2 separate regions of the Triticum aestivum genome follow, and region 1 is linked to region 2. A link is a contact called in public Hi-C data. All regions are on one chromosome and are shown on one strand. The core of a region is the stretch at or near the end of the contact, and the rest is flanking DNA. Distances in the headings are between cores, read along the strand shown. Region 1 holds the start of LOC123095821. Region 2 holds the start of LOC123095819 (mitogen-activated protein kinase kinase kinase 1).

What was found. A called contact is a pair of places that touch in the nucleus more often than the background predicts.
Region 1: a contact with region 2 is called in a Hi-C map of leaf, with 5 times the contacts expected there. The contact joins the promoter of LOC123095821 here to the promoter of LOC123095819 in region 2. A contact is called at or near these places in 3 of 5 Hi-C or Micro-C datasets (leaf and an unstated tissue) and 1 of 1 datasets of contacts at active chromatin or transcription factors (leaf).

What each region holds. Positions count from the first base shown.
Region 1 is chr4D:17,206,146-17,211,548 of IWGSC CS RefSeq v2.1, reverse strand. It overlaps LOC123095821, which reads right to left and starts at 3,434. Exons shown (of 4, transcript XM_044517388.1): 1 at 2,973-3,434; 2 at 1,968-2,238; 3 at 1,662-1,832; 4 at 249-560. The coding sequence starts at 3,247. The coding sequence ends at 429.
Region 2 is chr4D:17,072,886-17,078,423 of IWGSC CS RefSeq v2.1, reverse strand. It overlaps LOC123095819 (mitogen-activated protein kinase kinase kinase 1), which reads left to right and starts at 1,892. Exons shown (of 9, transcript XM_044517385.1): 1 at 1,892-3,397; 2 at 4,238-4,322; 3 at 4,417-4,479; 4 at 4,613-4,770. The coding sequence starts at 2,226.

The DNA.
Region 1 (5,403 bases), core at 2,185-4,684, 130 kb before region 2:
ACATTTGAGCTCTGAGTTTAGAAACTCCATATCCCTCAATTATAACCATTCTGTAGAGCTAAGAAAAAGGAAATTATAGCCATCATGTACATTCCACTAAAAAAATAGCCACACCACATCTCTAAACAAAATTTAGCCAAACAAAAATGTAATGACAGCATGGCCAGGCTGCTAGTAGAAAATCCTTGATACTCGCGCTTGGAAATCAGATAGCAACGGTAACTGCAATTTCAGAACAGGGAAGCAGATACAGCAATAGCGCCTTTTTATTGCGTAATACCGACTTTAAAGGGAGCCATTCCGTTTCTTACATCTTTACATCTAAATTAAATAGGTATACATATATAGGAAAGAAGAAAAGGCGAAAAAAGGGAGGCTAGTACACGCTGGGGCATCGGGGACTGTATATGTAGATGTCGCCTGAGGCATCACTCGTATGTTCTCTTCCTTTTCAGGATGGTTGGGACGACGGCAACAGATCCAATGAGGAACAGGACAACTAATGTCTTGAAGTCGTACAATTCCCTAACTGATCTTAGATCGCCTAGAGCTCTCCCAGCCTGCAGGACCGTGGAAAACAATAGTTAGCAGGTATGAATTCATTGTCCGGAAATTAAGCCATCATTCAGATATGCTTCCAAAAGCAAACAAGTTTGTTCCCCGATGCACAGCCAGATCGATGCACAAGGATAATGACTGGAAGTAGCATCTGTTATGAAAATTTCAAATACTTCAACACAAGATAAAAACTGGATACTCGCGGCGTTTGAATATTGACAAAGTCAACACCTGCGTCTTGCTATCGGTTGATATCGTCTACCACTGAAAAAAAAAATCCTGCCATGGGGAGACACAAAGGAAGCCAAACCTGAGGCTTGATCCTTGTAAGCAAAGGGCTATCAAAGATGCTTCCACTAACCATCCAGGCACTAACTTGGTTACCTAAAGTTGCCGCTAGTAAAGCTTAGGTGGTTTCCTGGTAGGAAACAAAGGTAGCCTTTTAGCACTAACAAACTATGTTAACTAGTCATTAATATACTGCTTTAAAATAGTTTCATGCATTGATTCTGACTCACACTAATTATGTACTACTAGGTAAGAGGTTGTATAGACAGTGTAACAATATTCTGCCATATTCCTTGCATTTTATAATCTTGATGTTTCTTATTCTGAGCAAAACCACCTTGTTGATGCCATTCCTCGTGCAGCTTCTACTGAATCTATGAAGCCAGCAAACTTCAACAATGCAAAATTACTTAAGATAGATTATTGAATCAATCAAAGCAGTTGTTTTATGTGGAAATGCAATATGAAATGCGGTGCCTTTCTAAGCATAGGTACTATAACACCGGTATACTTCGGACAGCATATGATGCACCAGCAACCAACTACCCATTTTTGACTTATTTACCCAAAACATCAGCAAAAGAAAGATGTAAGAGCATCCAGACCCCAAAACATGTTATATTTCAGCAAAAGAACAATGAAAATTGTTTATAACGCAAAACAAGTTATGATACTCAGACATCGACAGTTTAAGCGATTCTAGTCCATTTTCATGTGACATTTGAACATATAACATGGATTCTGGTTCAGGTAATTGCTTTGTTCCAGACATAACTGAGCCAAAATATAAGATCACTGCATGCGTTGATATTTACCTTTACAGTAATATAAGATGCTGGGATGAGTCCAATTAGTGTTGCAGCAAAGAAAATATGGAAAGGTATGTCGACAATGGGTGACGCCATATTTATGAATGTATTGGGCAGGGTTGGTGTTATTCTCAGAAAAAGCATGTAGTTCAACAGCTTGTCTTTCCTCTTTGCAATCTGCAAGATAATCAAAAGTATTAGTTATATGAAATAAAGAACAGGAAAGCTCTCATCAGTTGGGGCAAAGATCTCAAGAAAAAGATTGCCAGTGGAGATACAGTAAGCAGTTTGTTATTAAAAGCAGAAGATTACCTCTGACTGGAAATATCTCAGTCTTTCAGGCCACAACCAGCAAACCAAAGGTCTGCCAATCAACTTGGAGAGAAAATAGCAAGATGATGCCCCAGCTGTGGCAGTGAAGACGACCAAAATGCCCCCTTTAATCACCCCAAAAAGCGCTCCAGCAAGTAAAGACATAAATATTGTCCCTGGGATCATAAATGTTTGCATGAAGATGTATATGGAGCAATACCCCAGCACAAAATTTGCCTGATGCTCACTTGCATACACAGCAAGGTTGTCCCTGCAAGTTTCAGAAAGGAATGTCAGTATACGAATTCAGTATTCTAAAATGTATTCACTGTTATCATAACACATAAATAATGCATACATAAAATTGCTACAAAATCATAAAAGGAAGGGCTCATGTATTTAGTACTGCCTGTAAAAAACAATCATGAAGTGTATCTTAATGATTCGATCCTGATAATGCTATGAGTAAAGAAAACCCTTCATATGCATTCGGCTTGTTTGCAGAAGAATACTACCAGTAGTACTTAGAAACATAAGTGAATGCACTAGAATATGGTGAGTAAGTACAATGGGGATCCATCGGCGCATTCTAGTGTCTGGAATCAAGCAAACCAACAATACAGTGAAGTTCAGAATATTGTTTCGCACGGAACTTGACAGCAACCAGGAAAAGAATATTCTCTTGTCGTCTCTTCGGATGAACTAATATTTCCTCTCTTCTACTGCGAAACTAGTACACACCTTGCTGTTTATTTCCTGATTGTCTCGTGCTTGCATCGAGTAGAGCATGGCTTCAGTCTGTTGTGATTAGAATGTGTGCACGAGCACAGCTTACCTACCGCGACAAATCAAAAATCCCAATCGAAACCGGAACTCACTAGATCAAATCGAAACCTCACTTCGCGTGTAGTAAGATTCAAACTACATTCCGCAGTCACGAAAATATCCGCGATCCAGAAGACACAGCGGGGCCGGCAAGCGTGGGAGGGGAAGAGTGAGCCCTACTTGAGGAGGCGCACGTCGGCGAGGCTGCGCGGGAGGCGGAGGATCTGGCCGAACTCGCGGCGGGGCGCGGCGAGGAAGATGCAGAAGATCCCGGCGACGAAGAGCGCGAGCACGGCGGCGGCCGCGAGCGCCTCGGTCCGCGTCAGCGTGGGGCGTGCCACGGCGGCCGAGGCCGCGGCGGACTCCGGCTTGCCCTTCTTGGCGGCCGGCGAGCCGTCCTGGCCGGCGCCGGCGCCGGCGCCCGCGGCCTCGATGTCGCGGCGCGCGAAGAGCATGGCGGCGGCGGCCGGCGTGGTGCGCGCGGGCGGGGCGGATCGTCGGCTGCTAGTGCTGCTGGGGCGAGGAGGCGGAGGCGGAGGCGGGGCGCCTCGGGGCCGGCCTCATGGGGGAGGAGGTTGGACGGCGACAAGCGGTGACGGTGCCGTGCGTTGTGTTCTGTGCCCTTTTTTTCCCCGCTCGGTTTTTCGCCGTCCTTGTGGTGGCCTGGGTTTGACTCGGGTAACCCACAAGTTACCAGGGCCGGGCCGGTGTCCGTGGTAGTAGGATATACTGTTGCCATCAAAGGCACCAACCGTGTCTGCCACGGGTGAGATATCACTTGGGGGCTTGCTACAAATCAGCCGGATGATTTCTTAGATCATCCGCCTGGCTAGCCGTCAGATCAGTGTGTTAGTGGCCGTTGGATGGAAGCAGCGAGCGTGGCAGCGTCAACGCAGCGGCATTGCACATCCTGCGAGCTCCAACGCAGTACTGGTAATGTCCGACGAACTCCATTGCAGCCCCGGTGGGCTTCAACGCAACACCGACGGCTCCGGCGAAGCTTCATTGCAACTCCAGCGAGCTCCATTGCAGCCTCGCCGGAACTCCAACGCAGCATCGACAGCTCCGGCGAAGCTCCATTGCAGCCCCCGCATAGCACCACCGGCAGCCAGTGATGAGCGTTGCACCGCAGCAACAATTACCCTGCACCGCCACGCCCCCATCCGGCTTGCACAACATCAAGAGCCGTCGACGAGTAGCTGCATCGCAGCGTCGACGGCCGCTGATGAGCATTGCATCGCAGCGCCAACAACCCCGTGCACCATGGCGCCCCCATCCGGCTTGCAACGCTGGGATTCACCAGTGAGTAGCTGCATCGCAAGCACGGGATCCGCCGGCGAGCAGCTGCATCGCAAGCACCGAGTTCCGCCGGCGAGCAGCGGCTTCTCCCCTGCGTGTTGCGTCGCCTCCATGGGGTTGCAGCACCGCGGCTGGTGGCGCGCGGGGCTTCGCCGCCCTTCAGTAAGCCGCGAGATGCAGCAGTTGGTGCGTCGTGGCTCCTCCTGGTTTGCCTCCATGGAGTTGTTGTTGTTGCATCGCCATGGGAGCATCTCTCTGACGAACAGAGATGGGGAAAGGGAAAAGGAGGGGTGGGGAATAACGTGTGGCGAAGAGAGAGAGAGCAAAAAGAGATAAGATCGCGGTTGGTGGAAAGCGGTGGATGGGCCCAGGGCACGTGTCAAGCAGCGCGCGAGGTTTATCTTTCTCTATTATCATCCGGTGGATTTCAAACATTTTCCTATCACTTGCCTAGGGTTGTACGTCTCAAAAAAAATACTTGCCTAGGGTTGTTGGGTTGGTCATCCGAAAACTACACAATGACCTTTGATTCCACAATATTCACCGGTATGGATTGATCTGAAAAACATGCACAACTAACACCACTACATTGCTTAAATTTGAACCACCATTGCTAGGAGGCTAGAGCATGTGGCCTGTGAGGCCAAAATTTTCAACAAAACTTAGCTTAGACGAATCTAAGATTGTTTTGCAGTGAAAACTGTCTGATACGAGAACTTTACCTTGGACACGTATATGCAGAACTAGGAGTGATAATGCACTTGGTTAAAAGGCGTATATGATATATTTGTCCCTATGATGACACTATTTAAGAACGGACCGAGATTAGTTTTTTCATGTATTTAGATTAGTGCCTAATGGTACCCAAACGTGGAAATAAAGAGGGTATGCACTCACAAAGTCGCCATCAGTATTGTTCTTGCAATGAAACAGCTCAAATCAAATGTGTCCTAAATGGATTTGAACAAAAGAGTTCAACATTAGTAAGTATATTGGTATTGAAATTTAGCAGGATCGTGTATTGCTATAGCATGTGCAAAAGGACGAGTTGATAACCGGGGTTTGCTAGTTTGATATAAAATATCCGAGTGTCATGGTTAGTCTGATTTACTTTTTCTACCAAGTAGTACCCTTTTCTGTTTTGTACTATCGTCCTACCCTCTTTTTAGGTTTTCACCTTGTGTCCATCGCAATATATGAGAATGTGTTTCTAACATCAACAATACATGAGTGAGGAACTTCTCTACCACACTAACACAACCAATCTATCAATTCAACATCCGGTTTCATGTATCGTTGTATATGGACATCT
Region 2 (5,538 bases), core at 643-3,142:
CCCGGCTCTCTTCGCCATATGCAGTGCTCCGGATGTGCGTGTCATGAACATTATAAAAAATCCTATCGAATATCCCATTGCATATGTCATTCAGGATGGACGAGACAAACGCATGACGTGCCCTCTTGGCAATAGTTCCCGGATCCATCTCCGAGGTGTCGCGAAGTCTATATCTTGATCGCTCGCCACACTAGGAATATTTTCCTGATGGTCGTTGCACCAAAGGTTGGTCTTCAATCCGGGCCTCCGTGGATGGAGGAAGCCGCGAAATCCCGAGCCCCCCCTAATTTTTTTTAAAGAAGGTTGAAACCTCTGGCTTTTGCATCATCGTGATGCACGCAACCATCATGCCCCTCTAAATGTTAGAAAATTTCTTTGGCGGCTTCTTTTGGGTAGTTTGTCTCCGAGTACGAAAGCGAGGAAGTGTAACGGGTCGGGCAATGGTATGCGCCCGTTGTGTGCACACATATTCTTTTGCCATATGATAGCCCAATTATTATGGAGGTGCATTAGGGAAGCCTTTAGAGTGCATTTGGCGCCCCACGGATTCTTCCGAGTTCACTGTGATCCTTTGCGACGCTCTCTTGTAGGAGGAGGAGCCTCCTATGGTTTGCTTTCGCCGCAGTCTCCTGTGGTACACCAGGCACCAAATTGCTTTGACTTTGATCAAATTAAAGTTCACCATGTTAAGTTTAGGGGATCTGTTAGAAACGGCAAAAAATCATTGAAGTATATATACTCCACTAAGGGTTTTACTCTGTTAACTTATAGAGAATCGGCTAGAGATGCCCTTAAGTGCATTTGGTGCCTCAGGAATTCTTTCGAGTTCACTGTGATCCTCTGCGACGCTTTCTTGTAGGACCGTAGGAGGCTCCTCCTCCTACGGTTTGCTTTCGCCGCAATCTCCTACGGTACACCAAGTAGGACAACTTGTTCAGTTCAATGCAAGCAGGAATAACTCGCCACGTGGTGGCGCGATGCTGCTTAGCCGCCAGGACCAGAAGAAGCCGACCGTTCGGGAAAAAAAAAGGAAAATAACAAAAACAACCCCGAGCTGTACGTACGTATGCAGGCAGCACGCCCGTGACCATCGCGGCATCCCGCCATCCAGCCGCGTCATCCACACTCGGCGCTCCCACTTCCACTTCCACTTCCACGGGTCGCCGTCGAGCTGGAAGCACATGAGCCACACGCACACGTAGACACGGCCGGACGCCGCCGGAGAAAGTTAGTAAAGCTCAGCCGATCTGTCTCACGCGGGAGGCCAGCGCTAAAGCTGCTAATCAAACCAATCCACCCGAATGGCGCAACATTCTTCTTCCAGACAGAAATAATCTCACACCGTTTCTCCATCCAGCAATCAACATTTCCGATCGAGGAGTGCTCGTCAAGTAGAAGTAGTTGTCAAGACTGAGACTGTAAAAGCAGCACGATTTTTTTCTTTCTCTAAGAAAGGTGGCAACGTCCATCGAGATTCGCCTTTTGTGTTTTGGTTTGCAACTTGTACTACTACAAATGACCACCACTTGCTTGCAATTACTGTACCATAGTCCCCAGATGCCCGACCCAGATGGCCTTGAATTCTGTATTTCTGTTGCCTGCGCCGCCGGCCACCGCCGTGCGCCGCGCGCGCGCCACTGCCGTTGACAGCCGGTGGACGGACCGGCGACGGCGCGCTTTCACACCACTGGGCACTGGCCGCACGTCCACGCCAACGTTTTCACCGCTCGCGTCTCCCGCTGACTGGTGGGACCCACCCGTAAGCCGCATCGACCCCGTCCGCCCGTCCTTGTAACCGCGGGCCAATCCACCGCCGGTCGTCGCAGTCAACCCGCGTCCAGCCACCCCGACGTCCCCTTCCCCAAAGAGACCACGGCAGGCCCGACGTCCCGACCTCGACGCGACTGCCCGCGGGCCCCTCGACGGCGCAGGCCCACCTGGCATTGAACCCGCGGGACCGGCCGCGTCGGAAATTATTTACCCACCGCGCGCCAGCGAGCGCGCACGCCACCTCCTCCTCCCCCGCAAGCAGCCGCAAGCCGCCGAGGCCGACGGCGACGGGAGCCCCCCAATCCCCAAATCCTGCGGCGCGGGGCCTCAAATTCGGCGCCGCGCAGCAGCCTCGGTCCGGCATATGGATCCAGATGTTCTCGTGGGCCCGTAGCAAGTAGTCCTCGCCCGCCTCCTCCTCCGGCCGCCGCGGCGTCGGCGGGGACGCCGCCGCCATGGACTCCGGCAGCAGCCGCCGCAGCGGCGGCGGGGGGAGCGGCCGCGGCAGCGGGAGTGGGAGTGGGAGCGGGAGCGGGAGCCGCGGACGCAGCCCGCGGCTGGAGCGGCGCAACGCGGCGAAGCACATCGACTACGAGGCGGGGGCGGCGGCGGCGGCGGCGGCGACGACGTCCGTGTCCGCCTCGTGGTCGACCTCGTCGTCGGAGCGCTCGCCGGGGACGCGGCCGACGCGCTCGCTCGACCTCGTGGCCAGGGGCGGCGGCGCGGACTTCCGCATCAACGGCAGCGCGGAGGGGGAGGTCGACGAGCTCTGCCGCAGCCTGGGGCTGTCGGGCCCGGAGGACTTCGCCATCCCCGTCGCCGCCTGGGAGGCCCGCAAGGCGCGCTCCAGCTCCGACCTCCTCGCCCGCCCCCGCCCGGACCCGGACTCGTCGGCTCCTCCCGTGGACGAGCCCGCCCCCGTCGTCCGCACCGTCTCCGCCCCCGAGGCCCCGTGGCCCGCGCCTCACTCCTTCCCCGACCCCATTCCCGAGGAGTCCATCCACTCCTCCGCATCCACCGCCACTGCCACTGACTCGGTGGAGGAACCCATCATCGCGCCGCCGGAGGAATCCCCCAAAGCTACCCGTGTGGTTGCTGTTGCGGCGCCCATCGTGGCCTTGTCACTTCTCTCGCCGAGAAGGGGCGGCGGTGAGGTCGGGATCCGGGGCGTCCGGCCGCCAGTGCTCTCCCCGCCTCCACCGATCACGGGGCTCGCACCGCCTCCGGCGAGGCAGTCGTCTGTGGCTGAGATCATGAGCGGATCGGCCTGGGACATTGTGAACTCGTTCGCTCCCACGGAGGAGAATAGTGAACTGAGAATGGCCTATGGACATGTTGAAACATCTCGCATGTCAGACACAGAGGAGGATAATCCTGAGGAGAACGATGAAGGATTGACAGGGCTTGAGGGGGAGCTTAAAGGGTGGAGGGTAGGGGAGACCTTTGAAGGGTTCACCGGGACATCCTCATTGTCGACAACAAATGATGATGATGCATCTAGCACGAATACAGAGGCCGTGTTCGTCATCTCGCCGAATGGCAAGTTCAAGCGGAACATCAAGTCATGGATGCGTGGTGCACTTCTGGGAAGTGGCTCATTCGGGATGGTGTACGAGGGGATCAGTGAGTAAGTAGCAATGTTATTATTGGCATTTTATTGTTCATTCATGCACCTTATATGTTTTTAACTTCTATAAACGGTCCAAGGAGGTACTGGGCTCTTCTGTCTAATTTAGGCATAACTTGAAAGTAAACCTGTTATTCACCTTGTGTTATGGTTAGTTTATCTACAGATAAGCTCAGTTAGTCCAAACAGCCGCATTGTGCCGTCGTCCGCCCCTATAACAGGGGCAGCACCACACCATTTAGCATGTACTAGAGTTTACAAGTACACATCACTATATCATTCTACAGATAGGTTATCAAACATCTATTTGGGCAAGTATGTGTGTGTTAGTTTGGGGTGGAGGTGCTCAGAACAGATCTGATACACACTGGTCGCTGAATTTCGTAAAAAAAATCCTCACACACTTGAACATGGTGTATTTAGAATATAGTATGGAATGCACTTAACTTTGGCCCTTCAAAACTTATTATGTACACACCTTGCTATATTCTGCGGGTAGGAACAGTGAGTTGTGCAATCAAGCCCATTTCTTTAATTTAGGGCAACCAGGCGAGGCAGCAGATCACTGCAGTCTGGATGTGTTACCGCCATCTGCCGTAGTAACATGTCTGGTACAACAAATGTTGATTTGCTGATGGCATGCTTCTGTACATGTTCTGACCATGATTATTCATATGTCATAAAGCTCACAATAATCTGCACAGACTGGGATCTAGTAGAGTGATTACTGATTGCTTTATGCCTTTATCTGAGGAGTGACCAAGTGTACTTGTTTCAGCTGTACCATTTGATAAACATTTAATATATTTCAATGCTGTCTGTTATCAAATATTTCTGCAGTGAAGGTGCGTTCTTTGCTGTTAAGGAAGTATCTTTGCTTGACCAAGGAAGCAATGCACAGCAATCTATTCTTTCACTTGAACAGGTTAACTATTGCTCTTGATTTGTCTCAGAGTACATCTTCTAAAGCTATACTCTTCAATTTTCATTGTCTGATTTTATGTTTTTTTGTTTCTTAGGAAATCGCTCTCCTTAGTCAGTTTGAACATGAAAATATAGTCCAGTATTATGGAACTGACAAGGTATTCCACACTCCTTTTGATGTTCCTAGGTTATGCATTGCGATTCTAGATTATTTTTTTGTTTAAGCAATCCTTATGTCACATACAAAAATTGATTTATTTGTGTATAATGATGTTCGAATATTAAATGCAGGAAGAATCAAAACTCTACATTTTTATTGAGCTTGTTACACAAGGTTCTCTTTCATCCCTCTATCAAAAGTATAAACTGCGAGATTCACAAGTCTCTGCGTACACAAGGCAAATTCTCAATGGATTGGTTTATCTCCATGAGAGGAATGTGGTCCACAGGTATAATGTTGCTTCTCTTATGATTTATCTTGAAAATAATCAGTGCTTACTTACTTACTAAGCCTTTTGTCCCAAACAAGTTGGGGTAGGCTAGATATGAAACCCTTTCACGAGGACTTCCCAGGAGGTCACCATCCTAGTACTACTCTCGCCCAAATGGGTTTCATACCCATAGGACTGGCTAGTTTTTACGTTGGCTCGCCAAGCCTATCACAACCCTTAGATATGAAACCCTTTCATGAGGACTTCCCAGGAGGTCATCCATCCTAGTACTACTCTCGCCCAAATGGGTTTCATACCCATGGGACTGGCTAGTTTTTACGTTGGCTCGCCAAGCCTATCACAACCCTCCTCCTTTACCCGGGCTTGGGACCGGCTATGCCTAGAAGACATAGGCGGAGTTTGAAAATAATCAGTGCTTATGAGCCAATAAATTTTGTCCTTTGAACCTCTTTTCTAGTATTGAATAGTGAGTTTTTTATCTCATGCGTCATGCACTTATAATGTGAATAGCACATAGGGAGCAAGTTCGCTTTCCAAAAGCTAGTACCTGCTCCACCTTCTTAAGGTGGCATCCACCATAGAGGCATAGACTACTGGAGGTTAAGTGGGTTCTTTTGGTTCATAAGCAAATAAAGCTCTTTTGCTCTCCCTTCTTTTTGTTCATTTTGTGTCACGTGGAAGGTTGAGATGCGGAGTCGATTTTTTTAATAATTTATTAAAAAAAAATCAGTGCATTACATGGTTTAGATGGGTATCCTCTGTACT